Regions from separate parts of the Sus scrofa genome. Here region 2 is linked to region 1. The links are chromatin contacts, called in public targeted proximity ligation maps. All regions are on one chromosome and are shown on one strand. The core of a region is the stretch at or near the end of the contact, and the rest is flanking DNA. Distances in the headings are between cores, read along the strand shown.

The links.
Region 2: a targeted proximity ligation map of alveolar macrophages shows a contact between it and region 1. A contact is called at or near these places in 4 of 47 Hi-C or Micro-C datasets (alveolar macrophages, fetal skeletal muscle, heart right ventricle and 1 more) and 1 of 2 datasets of targeted methods (alveolar macrophages).

Annotation. Positions count from the first base shown.
Region 1 is chr4:34,262,449-34,268,759 of Sscrofa11.1, forward strand. No RefSeq gene overlaps it. Among named protein-coding and RNA genes, the nearest start is that of AZIN1, 39 kb to the left of the region's middle.
Region 2 is chr4:35,696,474-35,702,784 of Sscrofa11.1, forward strand. No RefSeq gene overlaps it. Among named protein-coding and RNA genes, the nearest start is that of ZNF706, 68 kb to the right of the region's middle.

The DNA of each region.
Region 1 (6,311 bases), core at 1,578-4,077:
TGGATCGAATCAACAAATAAATGTATGACTCCAAAACGGAGCAGCTTTGAGGGAGCAGCACTGGTGCTAAAGGGCCCTTTCCTTGGTCAGGAAGACTTCTTGGGGAAATAATGGGAGTGAAGAGTGGGAGTGAAGTAGGTGAAGAGATGGAGGGAGAATGTTCTGGGCAAGGGGTACAGCAAGTGCAGGGCAGAGACTCCTGGCACGAGCCTTGTCAGGACAAAGCCCGCTCCAGCAGAGAGGGCTCTGCAGGCCTTTTCATAGATTTTTATTTCTATCCTAAGAAAGATGGGGGTGGGGTGCATTTCAGAGCTGTCAAATGATCTTGCTGAAATCCTAGGAGAAGTGATAAACCTTGGCAGCTGCTCCTGGTGGTCCTGGGCCATGAGTGAAGTAACTGAGTCTATGTTTCAAAGGAGCCTGGCCTCATTGTGCAGAAAGGACCTGAGTAGAGCAAGAATTGGATTGGCAGCCTGCTTAGGCTCTGGCATTGGGACTGGATGGTGGTGCCGTGGAGGGCTGCTTCAGAGGTAAATGGGCAAGACGTGTTGAGGTGGGTAAGGATGAAGGAGGAAGAGAGGGAAGATGCCTGAGCTTCTAGCTTGTTTCACTAGATGGCTGATGGGCTTGGTCAGGACCTGGGTCACAAAAGAGGACCAGGCTTTGAGTGGGTCATGGGTAGGGTCTTGGACACATGGCATTTGAAGTAAATTTGGGGATTGAGTGGAGATGTCAGCAGGAGGCTGGATATCCAGTCTGGAGCTCAGAGAGAGGCCCAGCTCAGAGGCTGCAGAACATGTGATCACGGCTCAACCAACGACTCTTAAGTTGAATGTCTTGATTCCCAGGCCCTTCTGGACAAGATACCGTAGCATCTTTTTGGCCGCATAGGCCCGTGGATGGCGGTGTTTGTTTGGGGGGAATTTGGCTGCTCTCAGTGGGGTCCACTAGAACAAGCATAGCCTTGGAAGAAACAAAGGCAACCGCACAAGTGCTGAAGTCCATTGGTTTGAAGGTGGTGGCTTGGTGTAGGGAAGGTGTGGCCACATCCAAAAATCTAACCCAATCATATCCTTCCCTTTCTCACCACACCCCACATTCAATCACATCTCATCAACTGGCACCTCAATTACCTGGGGCTACCAAGCACCCAGAGTGTGTAAGAGACAGAGGTAAATGGGAAAACACGAGCTCACAGCAGAGACATCATCAGACCCTTGATGTGCCCAGAGGTTAGTGCATCTCTCTCTTTTTTTGTTGTTTTTGGTTTGGTCTTTTTAGGGCCACACCCATGGCATATGGAGGTTCCAAGGCTAGGGGTCAAATAGGAGCTGCAGCTGCCAGCCTACACCACAGCCACAGTAATGCGGGATCCGAGCCGTGTCTGCAACCTACACCATAGCTCATGGCAATGCCGGATCCTTAACCCACTGGGCAAGGCCAGGGATCAAATCGGCATCCTCATGAATACTAGTCAGATTTGTTTCTGCAGAGTCACGTTGAGAACTCCCAGTACATCTCTTCAAACTCAAAATTCAGAATGGTCTGGGAACTCAAAAGTTTTTTGGTTTAGTTTGGGGAAAACTCACTCATTTAACCTCAAAACCTGACTGAAGGGACGTGAAGCTGTTGACAGTGTTTATCTTACTTGATGTGAATAGTCCTACATTTTGCTGGAGAAATGTAGTGTGTTTGATTACAGAGTGTTTGTTGTTCCAGAGCCTGCAGCTGGTAGTGATGGTGGTGGTGTTACCATATACATAGACTGTGAATAATTCTGAATTCCAGACACATTCCTTCAGATTCTAGAAGGTGGTTAGTGGACCATTCTAGTATCAGTCTTTTACTACTCAGGGGAACATACAAAAGAATTTAAGCATGCTAAAAATGATGATCATGAAAGTGTGAAAAGCATGATCCCATGTTGGTAGAGCCAACGTTTGATTTTTGAGCACCCAGAACACTGCTAAACCGTGTTCTAGACACTGAGGGTGGAGCAGTGAACAAAACAAGGCCTGTGAGTTCTCAGAGCTGACAATGCTACATTTTAAAAATTCCAGGAGTTCCCCTGTGGTAGTGGAAACAATCTGAATAGTATCCATGAGGATGCAGGTTTGATCCCTGGCCTCACTCAGTGGATTAAGGATCTGCCGTTTCTGTGAGCTGTGGTGTAGCTCACAGATGTGGCTTGGATCTTGGCGTTGCTGTGGCTGTGGTGTAGGCCAGCAGCTGTAGCTCCGATTGGACCCCTAGCCTGGGAACCTCCATATGCTGCAGGTTGGGCCCTAAAAAGCAAATTAAATAAATAAATATGCTGTAAAGGATGCGCGCGTGCACACACACACAAATTTAAAGATATGAAGCCCTGGAAGGGCAGTCACTAAAATTCCAGAAGTGTTTATTTCTAGATACAGGCATTAAGAGTAATTTTTTTCTTTTTTCTCTCTGCATTTCCAAATTTTCCTGCAATGCTCAGGACTTATTTTTGAATTTGTTTCTTTTTTTTTCTAAGAATGGCATCGTTAACTGAACAGTAATTTCTACCAGCTCTCCTCCTGGCAGGTGCGGATGGAGTCTCTGTGCAGTTCCGAAACCCCACCAGCAGAGGGCGCTGCGGTCGCGGGGCTCAGGGCGGAGCCGCCGCTGCGCTTTTCTCCCCAGCAACACCGGCCGGCGCGCGGCTCCGGAGGCGCGGCCTCCCGGTTTCCCCTGCCGGGCCTCCCCCTCGCCCCGCCTTCCGCCCGCCTCCCGCCCAGCAGGGGCGGTGGCCGCCGTGCCGCGACCTCGCCCGCGCCTCGCCCCTTGGGCCCGGGCCGACTCGGGCCCGAAGGGCGGAGCCCTGGCTCCTCGCAGACCTACCCGCGTGGTGCAGGAGGGAGGAGGGAGCCCGGCGCCCGGCCTCGCCCGCCCGGGCCGCCTGCCCCCCGCCCGCCCCCGGCGCCGCCCTCCCTCTGCCCCCGCCCGCCCCCGGCGCCGCCCTCCCTCTGCCCCCGCCCTGCCGCAGGGTCGGCCGGGCAGCGGCTGACTCGTACTTTGGAGCCGGATGGGGAGACGTGACCGCCGAGACACGGGCTGCGCCGGGAACAGGCGCGGGGGCGGGAGGGGGAGGCCGAGTTTCTGGGCACCTGGCGGCCGGGCGGATGGGGAGGGCAGCCGCCGCCCCCTCCCCCCGCGCTGAGTTCCCAGGGGAGGGGAAGGGAAGTGGGCTCCTCCCCGCCACGGGGCCCCAGCCCTGGGCCTCGTGTGTGCGCGCGCCGGCTCTCCTTCCTCCGCTCCTCTGCCCCGCCGCGCCCGGGCAGAGTCTGGTTTAGAAGGGTGGCCACGTTACCATTCCTGTCCGCTGAAGGTGCTCAGGCCTCCCGGGACGGAGAAATTTATGCAGTAAGATGCAGCCGCAATTGAGTCCTGGCCTCTGTCCAAGCTCAGTTTTCTAATCTGTAAAATGGGAAAGAGAATACCTACCTCCCAGTAGGCCCGTAGGTTTTCACACCAGGAAGCTTGTGATGCTCCAAGGAGATGTGCCGGGGAGAATTCCAAAGGAGAGCAGAATTATCCCATTCCCAAATCCAAAAAAAGGGCCATCTTGGTATCTCTACTGCATTTCCTAAGCTGTTTAACAATCTCTTGCCCTCACTTTGGCCAGGAAAGACCACCAAACACTGATTACCCTTCATAGAGTTTCCTCTTCTGTAATGGGGATTAAAAGGGAGGAGAGTGCACAAGCATTTCAGGGGCCGTCTTACTCTTTGGGTTAAATGCCCCAACCCTAGGATTAAGTGTGGCTTTTCTGGAGCTCTGATTGTAAACAAAGCTTAAGATGAAATACCCTGGTCCTTTAGAGTCAAAAGGTGGGGAGGGGTCATCCTACTACATTTAAGATGCAGATTCCAAGCCCTTCTCTGCTACTTGCTACTGTGGCTACTTTACCAAGTATTGAATATCGCTCAGCCTCAGTTTTCTTAGCAGTCAAATGGGAACACAGCACTGCTTTGTGGTGATAGGGTCAGGTACCCAGGGCGAATCTCCGACTTTCGCAGACCCTCATGAGTCAGTGAGGCAGCATTGTGTTGTCATTTGTCAGGAAATTCTCCTTATAGCTCTAGATCCTCCCCAGGCTTCAGGCTGTATTTCTGCGGCTCAGTCCCGGGAGAGAACCACTGGTCAGCCCCTTGTTCATTGATGTCATCTTCCAAGCAGAGAGGCAACTGCCAAGCTCCTCAGCCTGCCTTTCCTCACCCCTGGCCTCAGATATGGTATCAGGGTCCTCCCCAGGGAAATGGGGGAGGACAAATGCTGAGAGAACTGAGGTCCAGACCTGGAGATTTCCCCTAAATTTGTGAAAGGAATTACTAGCAAATCAGGAAGAAGAAAATGCTATGGAAAACTACCCCTGTGCTGGGGGGATTTATCTCAAGGCCCTCACAAGAACCCGGGCAGGAATCATCACTGCCTTTTTGCCTGTAAGGAAGCAGAGGATCTGCTGCCCAGGTCCCCAGTCTGTCCTTAGCTGGGCCCTCCTCCACCCCAGAGGACTCGTGAGTGTCTCAGGAGAAGGTGCTACCTCCACCTTGGCCTCTTCCATGTGTGTGTTGGGAAATGGCCGCAACTGCTACTGACACCAGGTTCTCTTGCCAGTGAGTTTCCTGGTGGTTATCCCTGGCTTGAAAGGCCAAGTGGCTCTTGGGAAACACACAGAAGCCTCCCCCTCCCTTCCTGTTGGAAACTTTGGCCTCAGGCGTAGAGTGGATGCCTGGGAAACACATTTCAGCTCCAGCCTCAGAGAGTCCAACTGCTCCTGGAGCTCTGCCAAGGCCGCTCTCAGGGATTGTGGGAGTTGGGAAGTCTGAAGGCCAGGAGGCCCCGCTCCCATGTGGGCCTCATCTCTGGACACGCTTGCTGGTGACCATCTGCGTGAGTGGTTCTCATCCCTGGCTGCCCTTGGAAAGAAGGCCGATGCCTGGGCTCCACCGCAGACCAATGAAATCCCATTTCTGGGAGGGGGCCCATGCTCCAACACTTAGGTTTTCTGAAGCATCCCCGGCTAATTCCCATGTGCTGTCGCCGGGGATGAGAAACACGAAGGGAGATCAATACCAACAGACAGTCAAAGGACAGAATAGCCAAGTATTTAAAATCTGAGCAAAAGATTTAGATAGCAACGAATAGAAGCCACCCAGGGCAGGAAGACGCCCACAGCCCTGGCTGGGCAGGACTGTGGAATTCTTGGAAAGAATCTATCTATCCATCAGGGAACTGGCATGACTTGGTGCCTAGGAGCAGAGGGCAGAACCCTGTGGCTCCAGGTCCCTGTGGGTCACTATATCTGCTTCTGAGAGCCACATCTGTGCTACCTGGCCAGGCCCCTGATGTGCCTGTGCATTCCTCTAATGCAACTGCATTGCTTGCTATTCTGGGAACTCACCCTGCTCTTTCCTCCCTCTTGGGTTTTGGTTCCAGGCGTTTGTTTCCGTCTGAAACATCCTTTCCCCATCTGTTAAATCCTTGCTCTTCAAGGCCCCTGCCCTAATGCCAGCTCCACCAGGAAGCCTCTACCAGGGCCTCTGTAAGCACCTGTACCCCACTTCCCACTCTGTCACTGCTCAAACTGTGCCCAGGCTATCTCCCTGGCCAGATACAGGGAGGGCAAGGACAGTCAGACCCCTCTGTGCCCTTTCCTCCCCTTGCCTGTCAGAGCGGGTGGAGGACACCTTGCTTGGAGGAGCCACACATTTCCTGAATGCTACAGAATTTATCCCTGTTTCAGGACAGGGTGGACAGTCACAAAGACAAATCCTCTCTGCCCATGCCCCTTCCTGATAGCTCCCTAGCCCGTCTGCTCCATTTCCTGAGTGCCACGGGCCCTTGTGGTTAGCCGGCAGCGACAGGAAAGAGCTGGGGCCAGGCCTTGACCCGGCACGCGGTGTCCACGGCAGGGCAGCGGAGTAGCTTTCCCTGGGGAGGGAGGGTAGAAAGACGGAGGCGGGGGATGAGAATGTCGAGGCCCCAGATGCTGGTGTAGTCTTTTCCCACCGAGACCCGGCGTCTTTAGAAGGCGAGGTAGAACCCTGCGACCTCGGGCGCCTTGGAGGCCAGTGATGGTGCCACGGAACCGCCTTCTCCCGACACCGAAGCGTGTGCGACACGGGGAGGGGGAGCCCCGGGTGGGGGCCCGCGCAGCCCAGGGAGAACCGCGAAGGGGAGCGGGACCCGGTCGCGGCTCGCCGGCTGCGGTGACGTTGGGAGACTTGTTCCCCCCTTTGTCGCCCGCCACTAGCCCGCGCCGCAGGTGACTCTGGCAGCTGCCAGTCGTC
Region 2 (6,311 bases), core at 2,563-5,062, 1.4 Mb after region 1:
AGTAATGCCAAGCCCCATGGGCTTCGTCACCCAGTTGCGACAGGTGGGCTCCTCTTACGTCACCTCTTGTCATTAATTCTGGGAGGCAGAAGATTTTAATCACTTTTCAGACAACAGATCATTTTACTCATAAACGTGCCAAAGGGACTTTTTTTTTTTTTTTTTTTTGCTTTTTAGGGCTGCACCCGTGGCTTATGGAGGTTCCCAGCTTAGGGATCTATTCAGAGCTACAGCTGCTGGACTATGCCACAGCCACAGCAACGCAGGATCCACCCCACTGAGCAAGGCCTGGGATCAAACCTACAACCTCATTGTTCCTAGTTGGATTCATTTTCTCTGAGCCATGATGGGAACTCCAAAGAGACTTTTTTTTTTTTTTTTTTTTTTTTTTGTCTTTTTGCCATTTCTTGGGCTGCTTCCATGGCATATGGAGGTTCCCAGGCTAGGGGTCCAGTCAGAGCTGTAGCTGCCAGCCTACGCCAGAGCCACAGCAACGCAGGATCCGAGCCGCGTCTGCGACCTACACCACAGCTCACGGCAACGCCGGATCATTTACCCACTGAGCAAGGCCAGGGACCGAACCCACAACCTCATGGTTCCTAGTCAGATTCGTTAACCACTGCGCCATGACAGGAACTCCCAAAGGGGTATTTTTAACTGATTGGACTTTTAAACATAACCACCAGGTCTTTATCATCGAATACCACATTTGCTCATGTTCGTATTTCTGTGTTGTCTCAAAAGCCAGTTCCCTTAAACCGAGATCAGATTATTACTTAACACACATCTTACTGATTTTCCATCTCACCCTCTTCGATTTCCCAACCCTTCTTGTTGGACAAGGAGCAGGGAGTTAGGAGGGAACCTTTCCCTTTGACGTTGACCTGAGACGTTCGGGGGAAGGCATGTGGGACTTGGGCTCAGACTCAATCCCAGACCTGCTTTTTCATGACTTGAGGTGGGATCTGGATAAGCCTTTCCTTCCCAGCCCTTTTTGAGGAAGACAAGCTCACGTCTTAGGAGTCACAAAATTCATGGGGAGAGGTCTGTGAAAACACTCAGCAAAAGTAACTAAACATTATTACACAAATCTCCAGTATTTCCCTGTACAAAAAGGTCATTGGTTGACCTTGGTTCTCTGGTGTGAAGTCAACTGAACCATCCAGATCATTCTTAAGAAATGCATTCAACGTATAATGTTCTTGTCCCTAAAAGAAACCCCACCCCACTCACCCCCGTTCCCACCACCAACCCCCATCATTAAACAACTTTTTTTAATTTTGATTTTCAGGGCCTCACCCATGGCATATGGAGGTTCCCAGGCTAGGGGTCCAATCAGAGCTACAGCCACCGGTCTACACCACAGCCACAGTCACATGGGATCCAAGCTGCGTCTGGGACCTACACCAGGGCTCATGAAAACGTTGGAATGCCAGATCTTTAACCCACTGAGCCAGACCAGGGATCGAACCTACATCCTCATGGATACTAGCTGGGTTCTTAACCTGCTACACCACAACGGGAGCTTCTCCCATCTCCAAACTTTAATAACCTAAACATACCTGCCAGTCTCTTTCACCTAGTGTGCTGACATTCACAGGTCCAGGGGATTCGGATTCTGACTGTTTTCAGAGGCCCTTATTCCCCCTCCCACAGGGAAGGAAGGAGCTATTGGAAAGCGAGGCCTCACAAACCACCTCAGAATGGTGTCCTCTTGGAAAGCCCTCCTGGAGATGGTTAGTGGCCATTTACATACGTTCTGCTCTGGGGAAAACCAGAGCGGGTATTTGTGGAAGGGTAGGAACAGGAATGTGGGGCCCCAAAGCAGAGCAAGTATATTCTTTTCTCCCCTGTGCGTGGAAATTTCCCCAAAACTGTAAGAGGCATTGAACAGATGTGCTTTGCTGTATGTGCAGATGTGGAACACATTTGCCATCCCCCTGGAGTCTCTCAGGCTCTCTGCTTTGACCAGGATCGGGCGTGAAGAGTCTGGCACAGGACTTCCCACTGTGGCTCAGCAGTAACCAACCCAACGAGTATCCGTCAGGATGCAGGTTCAATCCCTGGCCTCGCTCTTTGGGTTGGGGATCCAGCATGGATCCTGTGTTGCTGAGGCTGTAGGCCAGCAGCCGTAGCTCTGATTTGACCCCTAGCCTGGGAACTTCCATATGCTGTGGGTGCGGCCCTTAAAAAAAAAAAAAGCCTGGTACAGATCAACTTCCTTCCTCTTAGAACCCTGGCCTTGGGGGCCCTCATCTTCCAAACAAGCAGTCCAGCTACCTGGCTGGAGAGGCCAGGGATTGCTGGGAGAAGAGAGGCTTAACTGAGCACAGCTGTCCCTCCCAAGGCAGGTGTGTGAGCAGGCTGCCTCGCCTGGACCCTCCAGACCAGACCAGAGGCCACCTGAACACCACTGAATACTGCCTGCGTCTACCCCACAGACCACAGAGGAATCACCTGGCCACATCCTCCCTGAATTCCTGCCCCATGAAACTTAGATGTAAGAAAGTGATTGTAGTGTTAAACCTCTAGGTTTTGGAGTTCCCGTCGTGGTGCAGTGGTTAAGGAATCCGACTAGGAACCATGAGGTTGTGGGTTCGATCCCTGGCCTTGCTCAGTGGGTCAAGGATCCCGTGTTGCTGTGGCTCTGGCATAGGCCGGTGGCTACAGCTCTGATTAGACTCCCTAGCCTGGGAACTTCCATATGCTGCGGGAGCGGCCCTAGAAAAGACAAAAACAAAACAAAACAAAAAAAGCAAAAACCTCTAGGTTCCTTTCTTTCTTCTTCTTTTTTTTTAAGGGCTGCACTCAAGGCATATGGAAGTTCCCAGGCTGGGAACAGAATCGGAGCTGTAGCTGCCGGCCTACACCATAGCTACAGCAATGCCCAATCCTTGCCCGATCCTCCAGCAAGGCCAGAGATCGAACCTGCATCCTCATGGATATTAATCGGGTTCATTACCACTAAGCCACAACAGGAACGCCATCCTCTAGGTTTCACGGCACTCTGTGGTACAGCAGTAAATCGCTGGTGGAGAATCTGGTCACCACCACATCCATGGGGCTCTAGTCACTTTCCATTGGGTCTGAGGGTAGAAACTTTGGGGTCATGTGCCCACAAATCATCAGATGCTGTGGCCTTGGACCTCCCCTGTCCCCATAGTGATGAATCCATCTCAGAGTCATCTCTGAAGTGGGGACCGTGGAAATGATGAGTCACAGAGTAGTTCGTAGTGACAAATGGAATAAGAAGAGCTTTAATCCAATGTTATAGTCCACAGCGGTGGCTACAAGGGACAGTATTACCGGATAAATTAAATGAGAATGGCCACTCCTACTTGTTTTAATATTGTCTCCAAGTGTGGGTGTTGATTAATGGTCCAAAGTGATTTGATTTTGCATCATTAACACATTTTTAGCACTTAAGAGGGGAAAAAAGGACAAGGGAAAAGGAAAACAAATACTTTTTTTTTTTCCTCCCTGAGAGTTTGGGATCTGATGTGGTAATGCTGATGGATTATGTAATTGTGGATTATGTAATTTGTGGATAAATGTCTTCTCTTCCTGTCCTGAGCTGACCCTCATCTCTCCTGCTTTCTCTGATCCACGTGCAGTGTCCACCACAGTGGAATAAAAATATATTCTGTAGTCTTTGCTTGAGCCTGTGACTACTTATTTAAAACCAGTTGCCCTTCAGAAAGCGTGAGCCCGCCCCACACAAACGATTCAAGAGCCGGAGTGGAGTAAGTCTGCGTCTCGAGGGAAGACAGCGCACGCAATCAAGGAGTGAACTTGAGCCCAGAAAAACAGACAGCCCAGGCGATGCTGCAACACTGCCTTTGAAGCCATGTTGAGTTTAGTCTGTTCACAGTGAGGCCTGTAAGAGATCAGAAGCTGGAATCTGACGGTTGTCAGGAACCAGACCAGTGCAGCCTCTGGGACCTCGAGGCCTTTGGTTACATGATCTGGGAGTCTGTTTCTCCAGCACTGAGACAAAATCCACAAATGCACACACTTCTCTCTTGTAGAGGAAGATTCCTGGGCTCAGTGTCCAATTTTGAATTTTAAAAACTGGTTTGGAATTTCTATACATTTTTAGCCACATGAAAGGCTTTGCTCATGGTCGACCAGCCTACTCTGACTGAAAACAGATGAAACTGGGGCATTTGAAAGCAATTCCAGTCAGGCCTGTCGCTGCTCCACCTCCAAGGGACCAGGACTGCCCCTGCCCTGTGTGAGGAAGTGGATGAGGTCAGGGCCTCTGAGGGCGTTAGCTTTTCTGTGTCTGAGGTCTTTGCCTTTCCACTGGTAGGAGTGGCTCCAAGTGTGGGTAACAGGACCCGCCCGGTGTCAGGGTGCCATCTGCCCAAGAAGAGGCCCTTGTTGGAGTTTCCATCATGGCACGGTGGTTAATGAATCCAACTAGGAACCATGAGGTTGCGGGTTCGATCCCTGGCCTTGCTCAGTGGGTTAAGGATCCAGAGTTGCTGTGAGCTGTGGTGCAGGCTGAAGATGCGACTCGGATCCCGTGTTGCTGTGTCTGTGACGTAGGCCGGTGGCTACAGCTCCGACTGGACCCCTAGCCTGGGAACCTCCATATGCCACGGGTGTGGCCCTGGAAAAGGCAAAAAGGCAAAAATAAAAAATAAAAAGAAAGGGCCCTTATTGTGAGAGGACTCTGCTGTGCCCTGGGCCCTGTATTGGAGCTGGGGGGCCAAGAACTGAAGCCAGAGCCTGAGCTCCAGGCCAGTCCCGGGGCCTGCAGAGAAGGGAAATTGCAAATAGAGTGAACCACAGCGTGATCTTGCTTGTGTAGGCTGCGGAGTGGAAGGCTTCCTTTCTCTCAACAAAGGTGAAGTTTCTTGAGGTTGGATTTACTGACACCCAGTTGAGCACAGCCGAGAAAGAGCCAAGCCACGGAACCCAGGAGGCAACGGTGAAGTGGCCCAGAGGATGGCATGGGCGTGAACCTCCAAACCAGCCCTGAGGCTGGGAACTGGGGGAGTTCCCGTTGTGGCTTATCGGGTTAAGAACCCAACTAGGGAGTTCCCGTCGTGGCGCAGCGGAAATGAATCTGACTAGGACCCACAACATTTCGGGTTCGATCCCTGGCCTCAATCAGTGGGTGAAGGATCCAGCTTTGCCATGAGCTGTGGTGTAGGTCACAGACGTGGCTGGGACCTGGCGCTGCTGTGGCTCTGGCGTAGGCCAGCAGCAACAGCTCTAATTCAACCCCTAGCCTGGGACCTTCCTTATGCCGCGGGTGTGTCACTAAAAAAGACCAAAAAAAAAAAAAAAAGAACCCAACTAGTATCCATGAGGATCTGGGTTTGATCCCTGGCCTCATTCATGGGTTAAGGATCCGGCGTTTCTGTGAGCTGTGGTGTAGGTGGCAGACGTGGTTCAGATCCTGCGTTGCTGTGGCTGTGGTGTAGGCCAGCAGCTGTAGCTCCGATTGGACCCCTAGCCTGGGAACCTCCATATGCCAAACATGCGGCCCTAAAAAGAAAGAAAAATAAAGGGGGTGGGGAGGAACTGCAGACAGGCGCGCTTGGCTCAGCCACTTGCGTGTGCAGGCTCTCTGTCTGACCTCTCTAAGTTAGAGTTCCTCATTGAGAGAATGCTGACATCAGCATTTCCCTTTGGGGCGGTTTGATGCCTCCATGGGCAGAAGGCCTGTTGAAGGTCATAGTGGGGGAGGTGGAGCTGTGGCGGCAGAAGAAACAATGGAGCTGAAGCCATTCAGTACCAGCGCCCCTGGCAATGGGGTGAGTAGGGGCTCTGCACAAAGCTCCAGGCCCGCCCGACGACTGAGGGGCCCTGGTCTCTGCAGCGTCTCTCATGTCCTCAGCTGCGCAACAGGCAGGCAGCACTTGGGACACCAGGTCAGGGTTGGGCCGACACCCCTCTGGGCTCTGCCCCCAGATCTTACCCAATGCGGGCAGACATCCAGCAATTCAGGTTCCCAGGTTCTGTTGCTTTCCCACGTCTTCTTCATGTCCCCATCTGGCAAGATCTCATCCATTGAGACCAGTCAAATTTTGCCAAAGTTGAACTTTTAAATGAATATTTAGAAAGAAGATTAAGTAGCAGGACTTTATGTCCCTTTTTCTTTCCTTCTTTTTTTTTTTTTGTCTTTTGTGTACCAGAGCCACAGGAACACCAGATCCAAGTCGCGTCTGTGACCTACACCACAGCTCACGGCAACACCGGATCCTTAACCCACTGAGTGAGGCCAGGGATCAAACCCGTAACCTCATGGTTCCTAGTTGGATTCGTTTCCACTGCACCACAAAGGGAACTCTGTTTCT